3 separate regions of the Danio rerio genome follow, and all the other regions are linked to region 2. The links are chromatin contacts, called in public HiChIP or PLAC-seq maps. All regions are on one chromosome and are shown on one strand. Each heading gives the region's core, a stretch centred on a gene start, on an enhancer-like site or on the middle of the called end of the contact. The rest is flanking DNA. Distances are from core to core; before and after follow the strand shown. Region 1 holds the start of chac1 (ChaC, cation transport regulator homolog 1 (E. coli)). Region 2 holds the start of vps18 (VPS18 core subunit of CORVET and HOPS complexes). Region 3 holds the start of wdr21 (WD repeat domain 21).

Region 1 (4,377 bases), core at 646-3,145, 95 kb after region 2:
CTGTGCTAGCAGGCCCCAGGTAAATGGGGTTGTCAGGCGTGGCGATGTAAACCAGAGCCTGGACTGGTGGCTGATTGGTGCCACGCGGAAAGAAGTCGACAGCCCGGGTCAGATAACCACCTCTCACTGCCTCCCTCACGTTCAGGTACTTGAGAGACTCCTCCATCTGAGAGCCAGTCACCTCGAAGGCAACACCCCAGGTGCACACCTGTGTACCAAAACATACGGTTAGTAAACATATGGTGGAGGGAAAGTATTTAAAGTGATGTGTGGCCAAATTTCATCATGTTGTTCTAAACCCATATACATTTTTCTTTCTGTACAATAAAATTAAAGGTAGGAGATATTCTTACGGCTGTAGCCAGGGTCATGCCATGTCAAATAATAATAATGGAGGGCACATAAGACGTACAGCCGTAATAGTTCTCAGAACATTCACGGTAAACAAGTTCTACAAGGACGTGAATGTTTGGAATCATTTAATTATAAAAATTATGCCTAGGCTTGAATTCACCTTGTCGAAAAGGTTTGAAGTAACGCCATTATGCTGCCAACTCTTAATATTTTCTTCATAGATATGTATACATGGACAGATACCATAATGATCAAATCTGACATCTTGGAACGGTTAACATGTGGTCAGTAAATTTCCCAACATATTACAATTTAACGCAGCTTCTGATTGTAGAAATCTTTATTTCCTGTACAGTTCCTACAATTAAATAAGCATTTAAACTACATTGCTTTGTTACATTTAGCATATACTTAGATCTTAATTATATTGATACGTTTTATAATTAAGATTGTTTTGATTTAAATATAAATTCAGTAATTAGCACAACCCTACAGTTCCTTGGACCCCAGTTTGAAAACCCCCTGTAACCCTCTTTGTTTTGTTGTATATTGATGCTTAGTAAATGCGGTTTCTGATTTTGATGCAAATATAGACACATTTGTGTCAGCTTGTGTTCCAATATGGTGGATGCCTATTCCGGGTGGCATCTATAGATGTCCTAAGAAATAGCTTGTAAAAATAGCCGCCAACGGGGCTCTCGTGTATGTACATGTATGGTTGGTTGTTCCTAATAATAAAAAAGGAAGTTCCACTTACGTCATCCTCCTCGATGAGCGTCACCACTCTTCCGGGCTGTCATGGAGACACGTAACGTAAAAGGTCAACGAGTAGCAATGGGAGAACAGTTCAGGTATTTTATGAATTTTCAAGAAAAATATGGAATTTAAACGCAACTTACCATTTCATCATCTCCACGATGAAAGTTATCCCCATGCCAGAAGCGTCTCTTGTACCCCTTAATATAACCGACTTTGCTCCTCTTGTACTTGAAGTCTGGCTTCCAGACCAGCGAGCCGTAGCCGAAGATCCACAAGCTGGATTTTCCAGCGACGATGTCTTGAGGTTTCATCTTTTACAGGATGGTATGAGTGTAGAAAAGGTAATAGTGTGCGCTTTGATGTAAAAACAGCTAAATGAATGGGCCACAGGCTAGGTAGCTAGCGTTAGCTTCCTCCTATCAAGGAGAAGAGGTATGGGTTGGCTCACGGCTATACCGCGGACGGTATCAGAGCCCAACTGCTTAGCAGTTGTGATGGTGCAGTCTCGCAAAACGCTTTTCTTTGCCTGGTGCATGCCTATGCCGTGCAGTTACCGCATCATTGCCTTAAAACTCCATCTTGGCCTTTTCGGCTCTTTCAATCGGAATAAAACACAAAAAGCTGTTGCTAGCTCGCCGGCCAGCCTCCTGTTTATCAACAAACCTCTACCCGGCCAATCATACGGTGCTGTAAAGGCGGATCGAATAACCTTTTAACCGTTGTTTTCGCGCACCCCGGGCTGCCGCGCTGCTTTTCGTCCTCGGCGGATGATGAAATGTGGGCTGCTCTGAGGCAGGCTATATGCAACATTGCCTATGGGCGTATCTGACCTTGTTCGAAGATCTGACCAATCATAGCGTAGCAAGGGCGGATCGCCTGGTCTTCTGTCCAATCGTTCCATCTCTGCGTGACTCTATAACCGCATACCTGTGTGATTGGCTCACGAACAAGGAAAAATCTCGCCCTGTTGTTCAATTTGATAGGGCGGTCAGCTGTCGGTCACAGGACACGCGCACTCTCATTGGTCAGCAGATCTGTCGCTTAAAGTCTGTTCGGCTGATGCAACGTGAAAGAAGCGTTTCAAGGGGCGAGGCAGGCACAGGACGTACTGAGAGGATTGCGTCAGGCCTTCCAAGAATGCTATCCGAAACCCAAACAGTGCTGAATGCTTACATACAAGGAATTAGAAACGACTGAATAAGATAACATCATGTAGTATAAAATGTAGTATAAAATGTATTTTCTATGTAGGTTCACATGAATGCTGAAGTGTAATATGTAATACAATATAATAATATTTAATAGCCTATAACCAAAGAGATCTTCATTGGGGAACAATTTTTCTGTAATAATGTATAATACATAACAAAAAGGCAGTACAGTATTCATCTCATTTCGTAATGTAATAAAATATATCATATAATGTGATAGCAATGTTGTGTAGTAATTATTACATGTAATCAGGATTACATAACCAGATTCTAAAAATCACTACTTAGTAATTAATAATTACTGTAATTGATTTGATTCACCTTATTTTTTTAATCAAATGTTCCTATATATATATATATATATATATATATATATATATATATATATATATATATATATATATATATATATATATATATATATACTTAACTGTAATTAAATTATAGTAGGAATTTGTATAATAATGGCCACAGAAAAACTCTGCAGATTCATTTGCACTCAGTGCTTCAAAATTTGGGAACAAATAATATTAAAAAAGATAGAAAGAAATCTAAACTTGCAGTCAGGGTACATTAAATAGAATAAGTAATGTAGATTTAATTACAGTTTTTGTTTACAGATTTTTAATCAGAATTTGTAAGTAATTCGAAAATCAAGATGCTGAAAAGTTTAGACTTGAACATATTTCTCATGAGTTTTATTTTTGTCAGTGTGGTCAATGGTCAAATATCGTCAAATTTTAGATGCATATTTTCTTGTCACTAGAAATGAAAACAGCCTTTGCATTCTGAGTGGGTGCAAATTATTCATACTATTATGCTTATTTTCTTTTCTCTTACTGACATCTTCCTTGAATATTCACAATATAAAATGGACATGTAAATGTTTGTTCATTTCAATGTAAATTCTTTTGCAATCCATACTCTTAAATCTGGGAACAAATTAAAACCAAGCAAATCATGTTAGTTCTAAAGTGATCTAAAAGTAATCAAAACGTTGTCACAATTAAATACCAAAAATAGGTAATCTAGCTTGCATTACTTAATTTGTAATAACAAACACACTACAGTTTACATTTTTTAAGTAATAAAAAACATCAACATTCTATCACAAATGATGTACTCATATAGATTTTTTTAACTCTAATGGTTTGTTGCAATCAGTTTTCTTAAACTGTTTGAGATGCCTTAACTTATTGGGTTTTACAGTACTCAGTTGGTTTGAGTTCTCTTCATTTATTGGGTTTTACTGTGCTCAAATTGCTTCATTTACTCAAATGGATTAAGTACACAGTACTTAACATTAGTTTTTTTTTTACTTAAATGGTTTGTAGCAATTGGTTTCCTCAACTGGTTCAAGTTACCTTAACTTTTTGATTTTTACAGTGTATGTTTATTTTTTAGTTTTGTTCTTCACCAAAAATAGCAACATCCTTCAAACATCTGCATTCAGTTTTATCCTATCATGACTGTTGAGGCAGATTAGTTTCTTCCTAAAGATCTTCTAAGCTATGCCATCGGCTTGTATATTAGATCTGCTTTGTCTGTAATCTCCATCTCTGATAGTGTGACGTATTTCAGATCTATCCGTTTTAAGTTAGGGCACGGAAACGTGTCATAATATTTTTTTAGACATATCTAACAAACATGTGATGTTCAAAACCAAACTACCACAAGCCACGTGTTTCTCTCTATCTTTTTGACTGCTTTATTTACAAATTATGATAAATTCAAGGTCACCAGTACTTTAAGTTCGGAGTGCATATGTCTGCTTTTCTTTTGAGTTGCTTCATGTTCTGAGCAAAACAAATATTTTTGTGTCAACCTGTTTTCTGAGTTGGTTTCTTTACATGAATGTTTCTGCGTCATACAGAATCATTCTTGGGTAACTGAACAGCCTGTGAACAACATTACAACATCACCAATCTATTAAGAAAAACAGGCAGGGCAGATTTGTGACAGTTTCTTTGTCAGCCCTTGTCTTACGTTGAGGTATAATCATCCCAGTTCCAAAGCCATGAGACTATTATGATAAACAAACCAAACGGTTAGT
Region 2 (3,910 bases), core at 957-3,456:
GTTGTGTTCAAAAGCATGAATAACTTATAAAGGTTTGGAAGCACTTGAGTGTGAGTAAATAGTGAGTAATGTTTAGGTGAACTATGCCTTTAAGAAGCCACTGACTATCTCCACTGTGTAAAGATGCTGAAATGAAGGCTGGATTTTTTAGTTTACAAATCTGTATGAAATATGTCAGCTCTTATCTTTGGGTTAGCCTAATGTCATTGTTCATAAAACACTACCTGACAAAAGTCTTGTTGCCTATTATGTTTTAGGAACAACAAATAATAGCTTGACTTCAAGTTAATTATTTGGTATCAGAAGTGGCTTATATGAAAGTCAAAGGCCTCTAGATTACGCTGATTTTACCAAAATAAAATATAATCATACCTTGATTTTTAATTATTTAATTAGGACAGTAAGGTCTGACTTTGCTTAGACAAAAGTCTTGTCACTTAACAGAAATAATGTACATTATAGAGTATAAAGTCATGGTGCTGTGGAAAAATAATTAAAATTGTGTATGACTCCAGTGAGCTTAGAGGACTGCATCCATACATCTCTGCAATGACTCAAATAACTTACTAATAAAGTCAACTGGAATGGCAATGAAAGCGTTCTTGCAGGTCTCCCAGAGTTCATCAAGATTCTTTAGAGGCATCTTAAATGCCTTCTTCCTCATTTTACCCCAGACATGCTCAATAATGTTCATGTCTGACTGGGTTGGCCAATCCTGGAGCTCCTTAACCTTCTTTGCTTTAAAGAACTTTGATGTGGAGACTGAAGTATGAGAAGTAGCGCTCTCCTGCTAAAGAATTTGCCCTCTCCTGTGGTTCGTAATGTAATGGGCAGCACAAATGTCTTGATGCCTCAGGCTGATGATGTTGCCATCCACTCTGCAGATCTCTCGCACGCCCTATATTGAATGTAACCCCAACCCATAATTTTCCTTCAGCAAACTTGATTGATTTGTGAGAATCTTGGGTCCATGAGGGTTCCAATGAATCTTCTGCAGTATTTGTGATGACTGAGATGCAGTTCAACATATGATTCATTAGAGGAATCTACCTACTGCCACTTTTCCAAATGAAAAACTAGAAGTCAGAGTAAAATTGGTTGCTCTTACAGCTGGGATCAACGGCAAAACTTTGGCAGGTATAACATAATAAACCATAAAGGGACAGTCTGCACAAAAATGGACATTTGCTGTTAATTTATTAACCTTTGTACATGCATATTCACACATCTCCTTGTGCATATTTTATTATGTGTAAACTCACACATGAGCTAATTCTGTTTGTTTAAAATGTTATATTATATATAGGTGTTTCTGTGTGGAGTTTGCATGTTCTCCCCGTGTTGGCGTGGATTTCCCCCACAGTCCAAAAACATGCGGTACAGGTGAATTGAAAAAAATTACATTGTAGTTTATGTGTATGAATGAGTGTGTGTATGGGTGTTTCCCAGTAATGGGGTTGCAGTTGGAAGGGCATCCGCAGTGTAAAATATATGCTGGATAATTTGGTGGTTCATTCCGCTGTGGCCTGATGAATGGGGTTAAGCCGGAGGAATATGAATTAAGTAATATCATATATATAATGATATAGCATATATATATATATATATATATATATATATATATATATATATATATATATATATATATATATATATATATATATATATATATATATATATATATATATATATCACAGGCCTACAGGACAAGCACAAGTAGGCTACTATTCTGATGAACAATTGAACACGCACCTTCACTTTTTCCATAAACAAAACACTAAACAATAATGACATTCAGGATATTTTTTTATCTGGTAATAAATACTGTGGGTATAGGTAATAATATTTTGAATATTATCCAATTCCTTGCACAGACTGAAAGTTTGACTCCATAAGACCTCAATGTATCATCAGTAGCCCTACTGTACGTATTACTTTAATTTGTATGTGTCGTTTTTTTTACTCTCAGCTGCTGATTCGCATTTACGTTTCTTCAAGGAATACAGTTCCAACATATCTAATTTAACCTTCTACTAAAGAAAAAAGCCATCTATATCTTTGGATGTCCTGAAAATTAGTGTAGCAATTTTGAGGTAATTTATTGGAGCTATTTCTGTAGAAGATTCGATTGTTAACTAAACAGCGCCAATACGTGGACAAAACAGGAGCATCTTTTTAACTGTAATCACATGATATTCATCAGCTGACCCAAGACAGACATGCAACCAACACAGCTCGGTTTCTCAGATCTGTCATTCCTTTTTCATTTATAAAAATTCCCTTGGCGCGTAATTTTGTTTTATTTTACACCAATAGGGTGTCCATTATGTTTTATTGAGCACGCAAAGAGGACGTTGACAGTGACAGCTTGTGAACAGGACATTTAACGTTAGCTCGCATGCTAGCGTGCTATGGGTGGAAACAGCTGGTAGGGATACTGTACATCTTTACCTGCAATGTAAACACAGGTTCACTATTTGCTGTACATCGTCGTGTGAATATTTGATCATTTGCAATGGCATCTATTCTGGATCAATATGAAGATTCGCAGAACATCCGTCAACACAGTCGTATGTCCACGGCCAACATCGGCATCACTCATTCAGGTGCAAACCTTACATAGTTTGCTATTATTATTGTATTTTAAGTAATGTATGGTGTTTATAATGATTTAAACTAAGGCTTGTTTTCCACAGGGTTTGTAAATGTAAGATTGGAGGAAGAAAAACCCATTTTCACCAAGCAGCGCATCGATTTCTCTCCTCCCGAAAAAATCAACCAATTTTCGGTTTGCAACAATCAGTTATGCATGAGCTTGGGAAAAGACACCCTGCTGAGGTAAAACTGCCATTTCTCGACTCTTATGTTATCTACAGTTGTTTAATTGCGATGCTTTGCATTTGATAAGTTTTCCCTTGATTAGTTCACGTACATGCGATGTGTGATTAATGTGTATTTTGGTGTCTGAAAGGCTAAAGCATGTGGACCATTAAAGACAGTTCACTTTGAAATGTATATTTAATCTGGATACAAATCACTTATTCTTTGTCTTTATTTGTGTTGGTGTCAATCTAATTGTGATTCATTTGCATTATATGTGGTCCTAAAAGATTCAAAAGTCTTGGGTTAATTTTTTTAAACTGACTTTAAAGATGTTGGTCATTTTTATAGAGCAGATTCAAGTGTGTTGTCATGCATATTGTGTTTCAGAATTGATCTCGGAAAACCTGATCAGCCAAATCAGATTGAATTGGGAAGAAAAGATGATAGCAAAGTACACAGACTTTTCCTAGATCCTACAGGTAATCACGCATCAATATTCACAACTTGTATGAGGTTTTAAATGCATTTAGGCCATCTATTCAAAGTTAGTAAAGACATAAGTGGTTTGATTAGATTTTCCTTGTAATTTGTAAGACAAAAAAAGCATCGAAAAGTGATGAACTGGGGAATTAAATGAAGAAAAAACTTGAACAGATGCACAAGAATGAACAGTCATAAATGTAATGCTTATTGTTTTTAGATGGATTTTATTTATGTCATGTATAGCTCTTCAGGGTATATCATTCAGAGATTCTAATTCTTTGTTTACACTTAGTATTAAGACCCAACTTTGATGACATGATCAAGTGAAATGCAAATGCTGCATTTTCCATTATGTACAAGATTGTTTTTGCCTTACAAAAATATTTGTAAGTTTTGTCTTTTTAAACTGTTATCTTGTGCTAGTACAAATGATTTACTAATATTTGTTTATGTAGATCTTCATTAAAAAATGATAATAAAAATATAATATAATGAAATATAATAAAACTGTATAAAAAATCACATATATGTGTGAAATTCTACATTTAAAATGAAATTAAGTTTCAAAAGTTGTTTTTGTTCACAAGCTAAATCTCGCTTCAGT
Region 3 (4,523 bases), core at 1,872-4,371, 76 kb before region 2:
TATTATTTACTGTTGTTGTTGTTGTTATTATTATTATTACAGAGCTAATAAGAGGGCAAAAACATTTTAAAAATATGTTGGGACAGGTGTGTATAGCTCCTTTTCCTGCTCTTGTTGACCCCCTGATGTCGTTTTGGTGGGACGGGAGGGGAGCTTTATGTGCCTGATCTGGAGCAGATGGGGCTCCGTCTCTTGCCCACTGACATCTCTGCGGCTAGTCATCAGAACAGATGGGTACTGAGGGATCCTGGGATATTGCTAATCTGCTCTACCACAGCATTTAGAGATGGTGCATCCCCCCTCAGTGTACACACTTACATAGACAAATCAGCTTGAGTTTGAATGGAGATGAATCACACGAGCAACTATGATTTAGACTGGTAAGAATCCAATCCTTTCATCCAACCATTTGCACCAGTTGCAGTCATATCTCACTTCTCAGAATATGACATGGCAAATAAAAAAACTTAGTAATTAATGTTAATTATAGTACAGCTAATACAGTATTAGCTTCTGTAGTCGTGCAATAAGTACAGTTAAAGTCAGAATTATTAAACCCCCTGAATTATTAGCCCATGTTTATTTTTTCCCCAATTTCTGTGTAATGGAGAGAAGATTTGAAACATAATAATCATAATAGTTTTAATAACTCATTTCTAATAACTGATTTATTTTATCCTTGCCATGATTACAGTAAATAATATTTGACTACATACTTTTCAAGACAATCATATACAGCTTAAAGTGATATTTAAAGGCTTAACTAGGTTAATTAGGTTAACTAGGCAGGTTAGGGTGATTAGACAAGTTATTGTTTATTGTCTATATATATATATATATATATATATATATATATATATATATATATATATATATATATATATAATTAATATTTTAGTCACAGAAAATCTTTAAAAATGGAAAGATAATAAATTTAAATTCATGCTAATCATAGCAAAAAAAAAAGACAAACTACAACATTTCAACAAAATTATGTATATTTTTTGTTTCTCTTGACTTTTGCTATTTTTGAAAAAGTTATTTAATATTTTTCCCAAACATGTAAGTTTGGGCTACAAATTTTTTAACCATTATCGTAAGTTATTTTGTTAGATAAGCTCCAGATTTGGCTTCAGTACTGACTAAACTAATGTATATGCACAAATATAGTATTGTAAAGATCCTATAGAAAATATTAACTTAAAGAAGAGATTTGTGGGGGGTGTACTCATATATGCTGAGCACTGTACATAAATAAATTATATTTAATATTTGTTTATTGTTCTTGTTCTAATTTCTTTCTCCAGATTTCTAAGATATTTAAAACACTAATTCCCAGAAGGTACTAATTCTTTCACCTTGGGACTTCTCAGCTAATAACCAAAAGGACAAACTCTTCTGACCTCTTAAACAAATGTAATGTAATAGAAGCAGGAATTCTGTCACATGGCAGAAAAATCAGCTCTGCACTTCAACAGCCAAACAAGAGAGAACAGGACAGCGAATTCCATTGTTATCCATCACTTATCTCTGGACTTACTGATCCTTATTATCCTGTTTTGTGTAACTATAATTCTTCTTTACAAATGCACGGCGTTTATTCAAACAACACGACGGAAATGTCAACGTACAGCAAATAATAAACAATAATGTTTATTATTACGCGTGTCTACAAAAAAAGAGCTGACAACTGAAAGCTATACGAATGCGCTAAAGAAAGTTACCCGGCGAATTCCTGTGAAGAAAATCCACATATTTAATATGTCGACCACAAAACTCGTTCTTTAACTTGTCACGATGTGTATGTGAGCGTTATCTGTCAAGCAGTTCTCCATAGGCCACGACGGGGGAATTATACGTTGCTTTCCTATAGGCATTTTTAGACATCAATGCAACCGAACCATGCAAACGTTTTACTTCACCAGCAAGCATTTTAATATTTAAAAGATTATTTTACGGTGCAAGTTGTTCAGCAAACAAACACATCGTGCTCGTGCAGTCATATGACAGCTCATCCCGGCAGATTTTATAAGGCTTTATCTGGCTGTCCTGCAAACAAGTCAACGGAGTCTGTAACGTTACACTCGCAAAGCATTGCATCCGAAATAATGCTGCACTAACACTGACCAACAGAGGCTGAATGCTGAGACACACGTTGCATATTTGCAGAACGAATGTCCGAACACAACGCTTCAAATGTATTTACATATGAACATATACATTACACACCCACACAAAGAGGAAATAGGTGGATTAAACAGTTATTCGTTTAGGACAGAATTTACTGATATACAAAATGCACCGCGTGTACAGTTTAATTTCAAGACACAATTTGCACCCACACTCTAAAACACGCGGAGTGCAACACATTTTCGAAAACAAGCGAAAATAATATTTATAATTACTTACGCTTTCAGCGGATTCTGAATGACAGTCGCCATTTTGCCACACTGTAACCCAATATTCCAAATCTGAGTTCTTTGGGATCCTTGTGAAAGAAAAACAGCCAATACGGACCTCAGTGTCCGGCGGTCTGGCCAATACAATACGGGGAATCAAAATCTGGGCGTGGCTTCCAAGAGCTGTCAAAATTATAAGAATTACATTATTATCTTTACTTAGAGTACTTGCATAGCAAATATAAACAAGAAATAAAGCAATGTTATTTTAGTAGATTTTTTAGATGCATCTCTGTAGCCTTTAGCCTTCACCTGTTTGTTTTAACTATGAACCAAATATTTATTTTAATTGCATTGTAGCTTTATCCATTATTGTGCTTCAATATAAAAAGCCCCATACACAATTGTAACCAATGAAATATATTTGAATATTAAACATATGAATAGAATATAAAATAGCATATAAGTCTATCACAATTATTGTTTATCAGATTATATTTTAAACGTTAATACCTAAACAACTCCAATTAAAAAAAACTTGTAAACATTAAAACATTTATTTATATTTTTATTAATTATTTTAGCTTTAAATGCTCAGAAAGTGATTGACAGCTCTTTGTTCAATCGGATAATTGTAATTTCACACAGTCTCATGGTTTGACCAATGAACAAAAAGGGGGCGGGAATTTCTGGTGTCGTGAGGAAGTAATATTTTCTAAACAGGAAGAGGTCACCACGACTGGCATCTCTTTCTGGTAAGTTTATAAAAACTCTCCATTTACACAATGTTATTACGGTTTATAAACCATTACGGTATTCTCGTATGCGGGTGTAACCTGTAACATAAACGAACGTGCCTCGTGAATGCTCGTAATAGTAGTTTTAGCGTGTTAGCTCCTGGTACAGCTCCATAACAAATCAGTGTTTTGTTTTTTGTTTGTTTGCTTGTTTTTCTGTGGACAGTTTGTTAACGTTAAGTCACACAATACGTTTAGGTTTAGTTTTATATATTCAAAAACTAAAAAAATTGAACACACAGTGTCCTCTTTATTTGAATATAATGACAATAATGTTTTAGCAGATACACTGGCATGGCTGCTGACAAGCAGAAATGAAGCGTGGAAACTGGCGAGCACGGGGCCGCGACCGTCACCGACAGCAAAACCAGTCCCAGTGGCGGAGGAGACCCCGGTCAGACCACGACGAGCAGGAATACGGGTAACTATCGTCCTATCCTCAAAATCTACTTACCCTCATCTCGTTTCAAACCTGTTTGACTTTTTCTGTGGAACACAAAAGGAGATGTCAAGAATGACAATGAGGTTGTTCTGTAATGTTTGTGTTGTGTTCATTGTTTGGGCAAAATATACAATCAGAGTGAATGGTGAGTTATGCTGTCATATACTGCCTAACATCTCATTTTGTGTTCCAAAGAAGAAAGACATACAGGTGTGAAACAACAATATGAGTGAACTAATCTTTTAACACGTGTGCTGCATTACAAAACAATGTTCATACTTTAGTATTGAGTACACAGAGACAGCAGTTTTGCCTAATTTTACTCCGGCATGTGTAACTGGAAATAGATTTTAGGCTCAGAGATGAGATGTCCCACTTGTCCCAAAATCTAAAAAGGAGACCTCTGTGGCTGGAAGTTAACAAGAATTATATATGTTGTTACAATAATGCAATTACCGTACAGCAATTACTGTTTTACATTACTGTGAGAGTTGAGTTCAGGGTAGGGGTAGATGTTAATAAAATACAGTTTAATGGGTAATTTAATAAATATTATGAATAATACGCTGTATAAATTTTACATCTTTGTGTGAGTTGGGTTTAGGGTAGGGGTAGATGTTAATAAAATTAAATTTAATGGGTTATTTAATAAATAATATGACTAATTCTCTGTATAATTACTGTTTGTATATAACTGTGAGGGTTGGGGTAGGAGTAGATATTAATGAAATACAACTTATGGATAGTTTAGTAAATAATATACATAATTCTCTTTAACTTGCGGCTGCATTTGTAATCGTTCTTGCAACAACTGTCCCATTCTGTGTCTTTATTATGATTAAATTACAATCACTTAATCAATAGTGATTGTAAATGCCTGAAAGC

The links. HiChIP or PLAC-seq counts read pairs in DNA pulled down with a chosen protein or histone mark.
Region 1: an H3K4me3 HiChIP or PLAC-seq map of gastrula embryo shows a contact between it and region 2, with 2.3 times the contacts expected there. The contact joins the promoter of chac1 here to the promoter of vps18 in region 2. A contact is called at or near these places in 2 of 4 datasets of contacts at active chromatin or transcription factors (embryo and gastrula embryo).
Region 3: an H3K4me3 HiChIP or PLAC-seq map of embryo shows a contact between it and region 2, with 2.3 times the contacts expected there. The contact joins the promoter of wdr21 here to the promoter of vps18 in region 2. A contact is called at or near these places in 2 of 4 datasets of contacts at active chromatin or transcription factors (embryo and gastrula embryo).

The regions. Positions count from the first base shown.
Region 1 is chr20:30,994,262-30,998,638 of GRCz12tu, reverse strand. chac1 (ChaC, cation transport regulator homolog 1 (E. coli)) reads right to left here and starts at 1,895. Exons shown (of 3, transcript NM_001110126.2): 1 at 1,254-1,895; 2 at 1,112-1,147; 3 at 1-208. The coding sequence starts at 1,424.
Region 2 is chr20:31,089,732-31,093,641 of GRCz12tu, reverse strand. vps18 (VPS18 core subunit of CORVET and HOPS complexes) reads left to right here and starts at 2,206. Exons shown (of 5, transcript NM_173245.2): 1 at 2,206-2,606; 2 at 2,697-2,838; 3 at 3,211-3,302. The coding sequence starts at 2,516.
Region 3 is chr20:31,166,204-31,170,726 of GRCz12tu, reverse strand. wdr21 (WD repeat domain 21) reads left to right here and starts at 3,121. Exons shown (of 14, transcript NM_200701.1): 1 at 3,121-3,154; 2 at 3,481-3,617. The coding sequence starts at 3,511. It overlaps dpf3 (double PHD fingers 3), which reads right to left and starts at 2,441. Exons shown (of 12, transcript NM_001111169.1): 1 at 2,410-2,441. The coding sequence starts at 2,441.